2 separate regions of the Capsicum annuum genome follow, and region 2 is linked to region 1. A link is a contact called in public Hi-C data. All regions are on one chromosome and are shown on one strand. Each heading gives the region's core, a stretch centred on a gene start, on an enhancer-like site or on the middle of the called end of the contact. The rest is flanking DNA. Distances are from core to core; before and after follow the strand shown.

Region 1 (5,613 bases), core at 129-2,628:
GGTGATATGCTCACTGATGCTGCTCGTAGTGCAGCTGAAGCTCTCGTCTCTGTATGTCTGACACCTCTTATAATAATGAAGATTTAACATTTGAGTGATGTAAAATTTCATTTTGCGGATGTATAAGATTTTGCATTCGGTATCGAGGCCTTGTTGATTTATAAGATTTACACTTAAGCAGCTATCTTAAGAAACTGAATAAATTAACATAAGATTTGTTAATGAAACCTAGCAGCCCGAATGTTCATGTAGGTTGGATTGAAATAGTTGTTTGGATATGAGGTGTGCTATCTCTATTACCTTTGAAACAAAGCCTTCTGTTTTGCCTCTGAGTCAATTTATTTTGTTTCTACTCTGCAGCTCATGAAAAATCCTTCCACGCCACAAGATTTTTGGTTACCTCTTCTATATGATTCAGTGAGTACCTCTCTGATTATTGCATTTAGTTCTTTGCTCAACTTGCCTGATTAATTCTCTTTTTCTTTTCTCAGTCATAGTACCAAGTAGGTCATAGAAATGCAAGGTAGGAAGCTCCAGTACTAAAAGATATAAGATTCAATATCCCATCTTTGTGCAGATGTTTGGTCAAGCAATTCTTGTGATTGTTGTAAATTGTTGGCTTCTAAAGGCAATTAAAAAAAATTGACATGAAAGAAGATGATGTTTATGAGTGGGATCTAGATTGCTAGTAAATATTCCAAGGTGTAGTTACTCTTTTCTGTTGTTTTGTTTTCAGTTATGAGTTTGATGTAGCTTCTTGTTTCTTTTCCTTTTCAGTTATGAGTTTGATGTAGCTTCTTATTTCTTTTCCTTTTTAGTTTTGAATAATGCTTCATTGCGGTTCTATATTAGTTTGCTCTTGCTCCGCTTAGGTGCTAAATTCTTCCTCAAGTAAAAAAAGAAAAGAGAATCTAGTCGTTGGTATCACTTCTACCATTTGATTGCGTAGATAATACCCCTATTCTTTGGCCTTAATACATGAATCTTAGTTCCTATCAAATTGGAACTGATTTATTATGCGTGAAATTTGTTCTGAAGTCTTTCAAACGACAGTCTACCAGTGGGTTAGAAAATGGGTACGTGGGGTGATGGGGGAGGGTTGGCAATCTACTTATTTAATTCAGGCTGAAAGGTTCACCATGCTTTCAGATTTATATGTTTATTAATAGCTGGTGCATGTTTCATCTTTGACCTCATTCCCCTTCTTTTTCTTCCTGCGCAGTTGAAATTGTTGATGTGGCAAGAGCGGCCGTTGATTAATGTTTCTCAAACTCAGCTTCTCTTGAATAAACTGCAAGAGTTGTCCATGGCAAGATTGAGACCAGATTTTGTTGAGGCTGACTTGCCATCTGATGCCTTAAGTTCTGTCAGGCTGGCACTTGCCACTAACCTGGGTCGTGCAATCCTCGAAGAGTGACTTTGTTACCCCAGTTTTCTTGCTTGAGAGGTGACTAGTTGCATCTTTCCGACATGCCTAAAGTGTTACATTAGTCCCCTTGTTCCTCTTTAGTAGTCTGTTTCGGGAGTGCGGTTAACTTTTGAAAATGGTACATAAGCTCACCATTTCTTGCTGCAGAAAACGGAATCTGCACCACCTGTTTTGTTATTTGTTTCCTTGATGTGTTTAACTTGAAAAGCTGCGACTGAATAATGAATGATCTGCCCCTCTCCGAGCCAGCTAATCTTCGGAAGCATTGGATGAGAATGTAGCTCTCGACAAGAGTGGAACTATAAGAATAAGGTTTCTTGTGCTGTTCCTACTTGGAGATCCTTTTAATTAATTTTTCTTTTTGGAAGGGGGAGGGGGTTGTTTACCCCTCCCCTACTATGTATATGCCTTTGTAAAGGACGACAAAAACCCCTGCCGTTGCCTGGTTAAAGTGTTGAGATGGCTGTGATAGAACTCTCTAAAAAATTGATGTTATTGTTCCTGTTTGAGCTACTATTTATAAGATCAAGGAAACTGCAACATATCGATGAAGGATGCAATAGTTTGCCTTAAATATTCGGATGGCAATTGATTTTCAACCCACATCTGCGCCTAGAATGGGACCATATATCATCTAATTTAGAGGGTTGGCTAATCATAATTAATCATTTTCTGTACTCTGTCAGCGTCATCTTTAAGACCACAAGGGTATTTTGGTACATTTAATGCATATTTAGTTTATGACCATGGGATTTAAGTCGTCTTTATTTTCTTTCTTAAATCTTTTGTCAATTCAAAAATAGATAAACAAATGAAATGGAGGGAGTAATTGTTATGGCCATTCTGTATGTGTTGTCAATATCCTGAAGTTTCATTTGACCGTGGTGTTGACACAACAATTCGAACCTAAAATCCTGCGTAACTTCACTGTTCATATAGTATTTTGTTGGACGCCAAGTAAAAAAAAGGTCACCATATCCTAACTTCTTTTGGTAGTAACCATATAACTAACAGGATATTGGGTTGGTGGTGTTAAATAATACATGCAGTATATTGGGCAGGATCTTATGTACAATTATTAAATGCAAGGAAGAATATGAAATAAGAATGTGTATTAACATAGAAATTAAACTGTTTACAACGCTTTAAGGTCAAATAAGCTTGGTCGTTCTCATTGATCATGTCATTTAATTAACTTCATTTCAAGAGACGAAATTATTTGAAGGCAAAAGTTCCCGTTTACGGTAAGTGGTTCATTTATAACCATTTGATTTAAGGTTATTTAGTATAACTAGTCTTATCTTATGCGCCCACACATGTATCTTGCTTTAAGGAGTTCAGTTTACAAAATCACTTCGATATGATAAAAAAAAAAAATCTTGAATTAAGAAATAAATTAATTAATTTATGAAATATGAAAAACACTTCAAGATAAAACTAATATATTCATACAAACCAAATAAAAGACACGATATATATATATATATATATATATATATATATATATAGAATTCATGTGTGTACATTATATTATTAAGTACAAATTTTAAATAACTGGTATAAATTATTAACCTTATTTACGGTAAATCTGAAACTTTAATTTATTGGGTTTAGTATTAGACCAAATTGAATTGTATTAAAATATAGTCAATTTAGGCAAATTTTGATGGTTGTTTGTTTAGGATTTCTATTTAAATATATATATATATATTTTTAAAATAATAATTTTTAGACTAAATCTATAGTTATTTTGGGTTGTAAAAATTATTTTCTATATAAGGTAAAATTTCACTTTCTTACCTAAATCAATAAGAACTTTAATTAATTTCAAATTCTTTAATATTTGATATAATAAGTAATAATAATTATTTAAGAAAAAATGGTGAAAGACAATTGTGTTTACTGCAAAATCATTTAATGAATGACAAAAAACTTGAATCACTTTTCTAAGAGTAGTGTACGTACTTTGCACGTGTGTCTCTCGTCAATCAAAAAGTTCATCATATTTATATAGCTTGTACCAATCAATCAAAAGAACCTATTATTGAAAATAATAATAATATGTTAGATCTCATAGTTTATTTACAAGTGAAACAGTTGCATATAATTAAATTTTAAAATTAAATTTATATAGAATCAAAATGACTAACCAATTTCTTGTGACGGAATGTAATGGTCCAAGTAATTTATTTGAATTTGTAAATAAGTCAATTTCAAATCAATAATTGGACATGTGTCATTATGAGCAAAAATCACAAAAAAAATTCAATTAACAATTATCTACGAAGAATACATGATAATTTACTATTTTAAACTTCAAGAACATACTAAAATTACAAAATAAAACTTCTCAATTAGCAATTGTCTATAAAAAATACATGATACTTTATTTTTGTAAACATAAAAAAATAAACAAATTTTAGAAAGCTTACCTCAAATCACAAGCAAATTTGTCTCTTCAATCATAGATACCATCACTATTTCAAAAAAAAAAAATAATCCTTCACAGTAAACAATTGTCGATCAAGAATACATGATAGTTTATTATTGTAAACTTCAAGAATGTACTAAAATTTTAGAAAACTTACCTCAAATCACAAATAAATTCATCTATTTAATCATAGATACTATCAAGATTGTAATTATCAAGAATGTAATTAAAATATTAGAAAACATACCTTTACAAGTAAATTTGTCTCTTCAATCATAAGATATATCAAGATTTCACAAAAACACTTCTCAATTAACAATTGACTATAAAAATATATGATAATTTATTTGTTGTAAATTTCACGAATATACTATAATTTTAGAAAACTTACCTCAAATCACAATAAAATGTATCTCTTCAATCAAACAATGAAAACAATAAACTAAATCAAGAACAAATTATCATATGTTATAAAACAATATGAATATAGCTTAAAGAATTCACCTGGTTAGAAAGAATCAATTAAATGGAGAATAGAAAAAGACAATATTAATAAGGGCATAAGGCATAATACATAAATATGCCCTTTAACTTGACCTCAAATCACATTCATGACCTCCAACTTTGAGTGTGCACAAGTAGACACTTTAACTTGTATAAAGTTGAACAAATAGACATGTATGTCCTATGTGGCGTCCTACGTGAAAAATTCTTGTCCTACATGGTTTCCTACGTGTATTATGTCACATAGGACGTGTGTGTCTACTTGTTTAACTTTATACAAGTTTAAGTGCCTACTTGTGCACACCCAAAGTTGGAGGTCATAGATGTGATTTGATGTCAAGTTAAAGGGCATGCTTATGTATCAAGCCTATTAATAATGTTTTAAACCTTTTTTTTAATATAAATACTAATATAATAAGTTTCCTACTTATTGTATTATTATTTTTTCTTTTAAGCCTATATTAATTAGGTCTCTTCTTTATTATGAATATAAGAATATTAGTAAAGATTCTACTCCTAAAATGATTACTCGTGTGAAGGGAAAAAGTAAATTCCTACACATGAGTTTAGTTATAATAAGATACAATTTTATGTAAGGCAAATTAAACATTGATTAAAATTATTTCCTATCATATATTTTAGGACTTTTAATTTAAGAAAAACTCTTAACATATCTTTTAAACTCTTAATCCCATATATTTTAGGAAATAATATTATAATTGTAATTAAATAGTAATTTGAGAAAATAGTAAAAAGAGGATTTTGTATAAATGAGAGACTTTTAATGAAGGAAAAAAAGTTTGAATAAATTTTCTAAGGATCTTCACCCTTTTAATATATTATAAATATAGATATAGAACAGTTCATTATCAATCATTACAATAATATCAAATAACCATTGCATTATAATCCTAGCGAACCAAAAAGGGTTGTTTGGCTGGTGAATAAAGGATAATAATTTGGGACATTTTATGAGGTTGTTTAATCTTGCGTTTGGTAATGGTATTATTTAGTTTCAGATTTATTATCCTATTATTTTAGTATAAATGGTGGGATAAGCTATCTCATATAAAAGATGGGATAAGATAATTTCATATAATATCTCTATGATAGGGACTCTTTCTATCCCACCCTACCAGCCAATCTAATCTAAAGACCTAAGTTGCTGTTATACTGAAGTAAGAGGTAAAATTTTTAGTTACACTCTGTTAGAGTAATTTTTGAGAAATTCAGGGTAGTCTAGGATTGA
Region 2 (6,135 bases), core at 814-3,313, 200 kb after region 1:
CCTAATTCATGGTAGAAACCTTGAAAACTGTAATATTTCTCCCTTCGTCAGAATTATGTTATGGTGTTTCACTTGACACAGTTTAAGAAATTAAAGAAGAATTTTGACATAATAAACATATGCCAAAGATATCATTTTAAATGAGTGGTGGTGAGAGTTCTCTACGTCTTTCATTATATGGTGGTAAGGGTTTCAACGTGTCATCTCATAAAGAATAAAATGGGGATGCTAAAATTAAGTAATTTCAAGAAAGAGAGATGTCATTCTTTTTGGAACAAATTAAAAAGGAAAGTGTCACATTAAATGAGACACGGGGAGTAATATTTTCCTAAGTTGCAAAAAACTCGAAAATTTTAAATTAGTAAAATTACAAAAAAAAATAAATAAATAAATAAAACATCATTGGCATTATAATATGCTTTCGTTGAGAGGGACTCTACGACAAATTTTTCTTACTAAGTGGTACTGTGTAAGAAAAATACTTTGATCTATAAGATTCAGCATTCCAAACTGCCTTTATTTATGGAAGACGCCATCTTTGATTCGACAGTGGATTACTGAGTTGTGGTTAATGGTAAGACGAGGCCATAGACCATATTAACTATGGGTCCATGTTTGGTAGAACTCGCAACTATCTGCTAAATCCTCTATATATACATGTATTGGGTGTTAAAAGCAAGTCCAGATAAAACTAGTAAATTTCAAAACCATACTCTTAATTCAAAACCAACATAGTCTAAATTACTGATCCACTACTGCATATATGCACATTTCATAGATCACATGAACTATTCTGAAAGCAAACACAAGACACAAATTGTAGAAAACGGTCATTGACAATCTAACCCATGGCTTTATATCTAGAAGTAACAAGATAGAATAATTTCAATCTAGTGACAGATGAAATTGGGGATAGCCAGCCTAAAATTACATATCCAAAGAGATGAACTTCAAGATTTCACTGCCCAATTAACTACTACTCTCCATTTTATGTAGCACCTTTTGGATTTTGAGATTCAAACAAGTCTTTCTTTGACTATAATTTTTTCATATATCTTTTCAAATTCTTGAATTATCGATTATTGTAACTAATACTACTTTTTACGTAGTTTTCAAATATGTAAATTTTATTTTGATAAACTTACAGATTTTGACGGGATCCTTGGAGCAATTGGTAAAGTTGTTGACATGTGACCTGGAGGTCACGAGTTCAACCAGTCAAAATAGCCTCTTGCAAAAAATGTACTGTAAGGCTGTGTACAATAAACCCTTGTGGTTTGGCCCTTCCCCGGACTCCATGCATAGCAGCTGTAGTGAGTTTTAGAGCACCGAGCTGCCCTTTCTTTTAAACTTAAATATTCCATGTCCAAATTTTCGGTCAAAATTAAACTATTTGACTCTAGAAATGATAAATGTGCCACATAAATTGGGACATAACAGTAGCTTGAAGAAAGTAAGCAATATTTTGACTATAAACCAACAAATTAAACTGAATTTAAGTTTGCATCAAAGCAAAAGATAGAAGAAAGTGAAATGATAGAAAAAAGGGTATAACCTGAAACAGCAAGACTGTGATAAGCACCAACAGTAATACCAACAATCTTGACCCGTTTATCTCCATTAGAATCAGCCAGGCCAAAGTTGATTCGAACCGGGTATAAGTGGTCAGCTTCTGAACCGACACCAAGTCGACCGAATGTTCCTCTTCCCCAAGAATACACATCTCCATTTGCTACACAACAATTTAGATACTGTTCAGAGAATCTTTTTGGGGTGGAAGAATATAAAAGAGAGAGTTCAAAAAGATGTATGTGTTACCAGTGAGAGCAAGAGTATGAGCTTCGCCAGCGGCGACAGCTATGATTTTGTTAAACAAGTTGCCCGATCCTGACGATTCAGATTCCAGTTGCTCCGCCATTTCTTTAACTTTGATCAGGAATGTAACTCACTGTATTTTATCTCACAAATTTTGGGAAATTGATTTGTTACTACAAGTGGTATTACTCCCATCCCTCCAAATCTTTATGTATGTGACGACTCAAATAGATATCAGGGAAAAGGTCACTTCTAAAAACAAATAACTCAAGTTTAAAAACTTTTTAAAAAGTTTTCTGTATTTTCGTTTTATAGGTATTCCTTAATTTGAGTTATTTTAACCTACTTAATTCATATATTATATTGATACAGTTTATTAACAATATTGATACACCATCCAACTTGAGCAATTCGATCCTTTTAAAAATATTTTAATTTTTTTGGTTATAAATATTTTAACTAATCAAATATTCTACTTTTTTTATTATTTAAAAATAATAATTAAATTATATAAAAATGATATAATTGTTAAATAGAATATGTATCGATATAATATATATGTATAGAAATTATGTAGTTCTACCAAATATGTATATGTATAAAATATATATAAAAAAATATATAGAAAGTGTATGAAAATTATATAATTGTTATATAAAACGTGTAAAAAAATGTATAGTTATTGTATAGATTGTGTATCAAAACTATATAATTTTCATATAAAATATTTCTATGTATAAGATATGTATAGAAACTGTATAGAAGGTGTGTAGAAACGATATAGAACACGCCAGTAAATTGAAATGGCTAGAAAATGGAATTTAAATTTCATAGCCATTTTTATAAAAATAGTTTGATTTGAAGTGTCGTTTCTGTCATTCCCCCTTGATATTAATTAGTTTAGGTGTACGCATTTCACCTTATTTAATTGAATTTAAACATTTATTTAAATAATAAATATAATATAATAATTAAATTGAATATTTTTAGAGAATTTATTTAATTAAACCTAACCTTCACAAAAAAAATCTATCAAAGTCGATCGACATTCATCTACCACCTGTAAACTGCAACAAAGCAATATAATGATAGAGACATCAAAATAATATAATTAAATCTAACCTTTACACAAAAATTTTCTCAAAGTCGTCTGACACTCATCTACCACCTCTAAACTATAACAAAATAATACGATAATAGAGATATCAAAAATAATACAACTAAACTTTACGTCTACACAAAAAAAATTCTTAAAATAGAGATATAAAAATAATACAATTAAACCTAATCTTTACCTAAAAGAATTCCTCAAAGCCGACCGACATTCGTCTACCACCTGTAAATTCATCTATGACCTATAAACTACAATAAAATAATACAATAGTGATCACAAAGCTTAAGAAAATCAATTTCTTCGGTAGTTTAACGTGCATCTCAATATTTATAGAAGTATTTCCTTAGTAAAGTCTTATTTTAGGAGTATTTTGCTATCCTATTTTAGGAGTATTTTTCTAATTGATCACTATAAAGGAAAATGTTAATTGATTCTCCTTCTATATATTTTAGGAGTTCCATATATTTTAGAAGTCTAGTTAATATAATAAAAATAATTAAATAATAAATTTTAAAAAATAGTAAAAAGACAGTTTTGCCTAAAGAAAGGTCTTTTAATGAAGGACAAAAAGTTCAAATCATTTTTTAAGGGCCTTCACACTTTTAATATATTATAGATATAGATATAAATATAAATTATAGATATAGATTATAGATTATAAATTATAGATTATAAATATTAATATTAATGTTTAAACTTTATTCAGATTTGTAAATATTTAACACATATAATGGTAAAATGGTCTAGTGTACCCTTGTATTTATTCGAGTTTATAAAATAAATACCTTTACTTAGCATTTTGTCATCTGAACTCCTCGATTCAATATTTTAAATCTTATTTCGGTGTGTGTAATACAAACGCCTCCACGTCAATTTTTATGTTATTTTTAAATGCTACATTAAATTTCACGTTATTTTTAAATGTCACATAAGAAATTAAACATTAATAAATAATACATATAAAAAATAAATAACACAAAATGAAATTTCAAACAAAACAACCCCCCCTGCAATTTTTTTACTCGTTTCTCCTCACTCTTCTTTTTTTTCTCTTTTCTTTGTCTTTCTGCTCCTATGCTTTAACCCGACAAACACCCTTCTGCTCCTTAACCTTCAATCCAACAACACTATCTCCATCTCTCTCAATGCTCTATCAACCAAATAAAATAAATTCACTCATCATCATAATTTTCTAACAAGATGATTAACGATTATAATTTTAAACAAAAAACTACAAAAAATTCATCAAATAATTGCTAACAACGGTCTCATAATCAAAGAAATTGACAAATAAAATTCTTATTCCTTAATTTCTTTTCAAAAATATTTATTTTTCTATATCCTATAAAATGTTGGTATTGGGAATTGATTGGCGGGGTGGGGATAGTGGGTAGGGGTTGTGTTCGAAGAAAATGGAGATGAAAGAACGACAGAGTAGAAGGATGGTGGGGATTGAAGAATAACAAGAAGATGAGGGTGGGGGTAGGGTTGGCTGGATGGGGTGGGATGGGTTGAAGAAGAAGCGAAGCATTTTGGGATTTCCTTTTCTATTTTTTTCCTTTTGTCTAAATATATATTGTTTTCTTTAAAGAAAAATCATGTTTTTAAAGGTGAAATATTGGTTTCACTAGCCATTAAATGAGTGTTTGCATGCATATTTCTAAGTCAACAATATTAATGTCACATCAGCTCAGTCAATGATCAGAGGGGTTTAGAATTTTAGATTTTAGATTTTTTTGAGTTGAACGGTTAAGATGTAAAAGACTAAATAGAAGTGGTCACTTTACAAATTAGGACAAGTACAAGAGTTCAATAGACCATTTCGCGCACATATAATACATAAATGTGCTCTTAACTTGAGTTAAACTGACATTATGTCTGTAGGTGTGTACAAGTATATATTTAAATTTTTATAAAGGTAAACAAATAACAGACCTATTCTATATGATAATTTGATTGAGATAAATTCAAATTGATTTATATTATTGTCATGTAGGACGTATAGATTTACTTGTTCAATTTTATAAGTTTCTTCTTCTATACACTTAAATTAAAGTTGGAGTTCATAGATATTGATTAAGATAAATTTAAGAGATACATTTATGTATTAGACTTATTTAATATGGGTAAAACACTAAAACTTGGTGTTCTCAAAGTATTTCCGTTCAAGCTTTTTTATTTCTACCTTCTTTTATATTATTGTTATGTTAAATGTTAAATAACACTTGTCCGGTGAGGTCATGTTCATAGGAGTGACGAGAATATATTCAATTATATCTTACTTTTTAATTTTTACATATTTTATAATTACAATATCTCAATCATAATGTTTTGGACAAAGTAATTTTTTTATAAAAGAAAAAAAAAAGGAGTAGAGAAAAAGAAAAACACTGATAAGGTTCATGTAAAATTTTCTGGAATACATTCATGACAACCGACAAATGTAAGGAATTTAGAATATTATTTAATTATTGTGTGGATGTGGCATAGGGACACGAATAACTATAGTTGATTAGACTCAAGAATTAACAAATTCATTCTCAAACTGGTAAGATTAGATAACTATAGTTTGAGTAATTAAAATTTGATTGAATTTAGACTTTGAGGTATGATGAGTCAAATTTTTATAAAGAAGACGCAAGGGATTTTCTTTTTCCAACAGACGCAGGGGATTGTCCTTTTAATCTAATGTTGATTCTTTCTCTTTTATTATTTTTTTAAAAATAAATACTAGAACTAGAATAACGAAAGATATTGTTTCTCTACTGCAATAAAAGTGTGGGTAAGAATTGACTATCAACATGATTGCTTATATGTCATTTAAATTATGTTTAGAATTTTTTTAGTAATTTTATATGAGCTGTATAATATAATGTGGGCTTTTCTACTGTTACCAAGTCAGTTTTTAGTAGAGTAAAACATGTCCTCCATGTCTCTTACCACGACATATCTCCCACGTTACTCCCATTTATACTTCTTTGTTCAATTTTATAGTATGTAACACATACCCACACTCGGCTCGGTTGCTTTCTGATCATTTGAGCTTGTTGTTTTAGATTCAAGTGAGCTATTCCGTCAAATATCTCTTATTTATTGGAGCCCTCACATATTTTTTATCCAATTATTTTTTTCTTAATGTGATTATTTCTAACAATAACAATCATTGAAATTATGCATCCAAATTGTTTAATGATATGCTCGACTCA

The links. A called contact is a pair of places that touch in the nucleus more often than the background predicts.
Region 2: a Hi-C map of leaf shows a contact between it and region 1, with 2.1 times the contacts expected there. The contact joins the promoter of LOC107838972 here to the enhancer-like site in region 1. A contact is called at or near these places in 2 of 5 Hi-C or Micro-C datasets (leaf and placenta).

The regions. Positions count from the first base shown.
Region 1 is chr8:60,768,088-60,773,700 of UCD10Xv1.1, forward strand. LOC107838971 (nuclear pore complex protein NUP85) reads left to right here. Exons shown (of 19, transcript XR_007044020.1): 16 at 1-51; 17 at 361-417; 18 at 1,223-1,499; 19 at 1,612-1,971. Among protein-coding and RNA genes, the nearest start is that of LOC107838971, 15 kb to the left of the region's middle. Within about 2 kb of position 1,379, at least 3 of the 5 cell types and tissues checked have an H3K27ac peak or open chromatin away from gene starts, as enhancers often do. A contact at or near this core is called in leaf, where this site is marked.
Region 2 is chr8:60,972,061-60,978,195 of UCD10Xv1.1, forward strand. LOC107838972 (ultraviolet-B receptor UVR8) reads right to left here and starts at 2,064. Exons shown (of 5, transcript XM_016682278.2): 1 at 1,819-2,064; 2 at 1,556-1,732. The coding sequence starts at 1,918.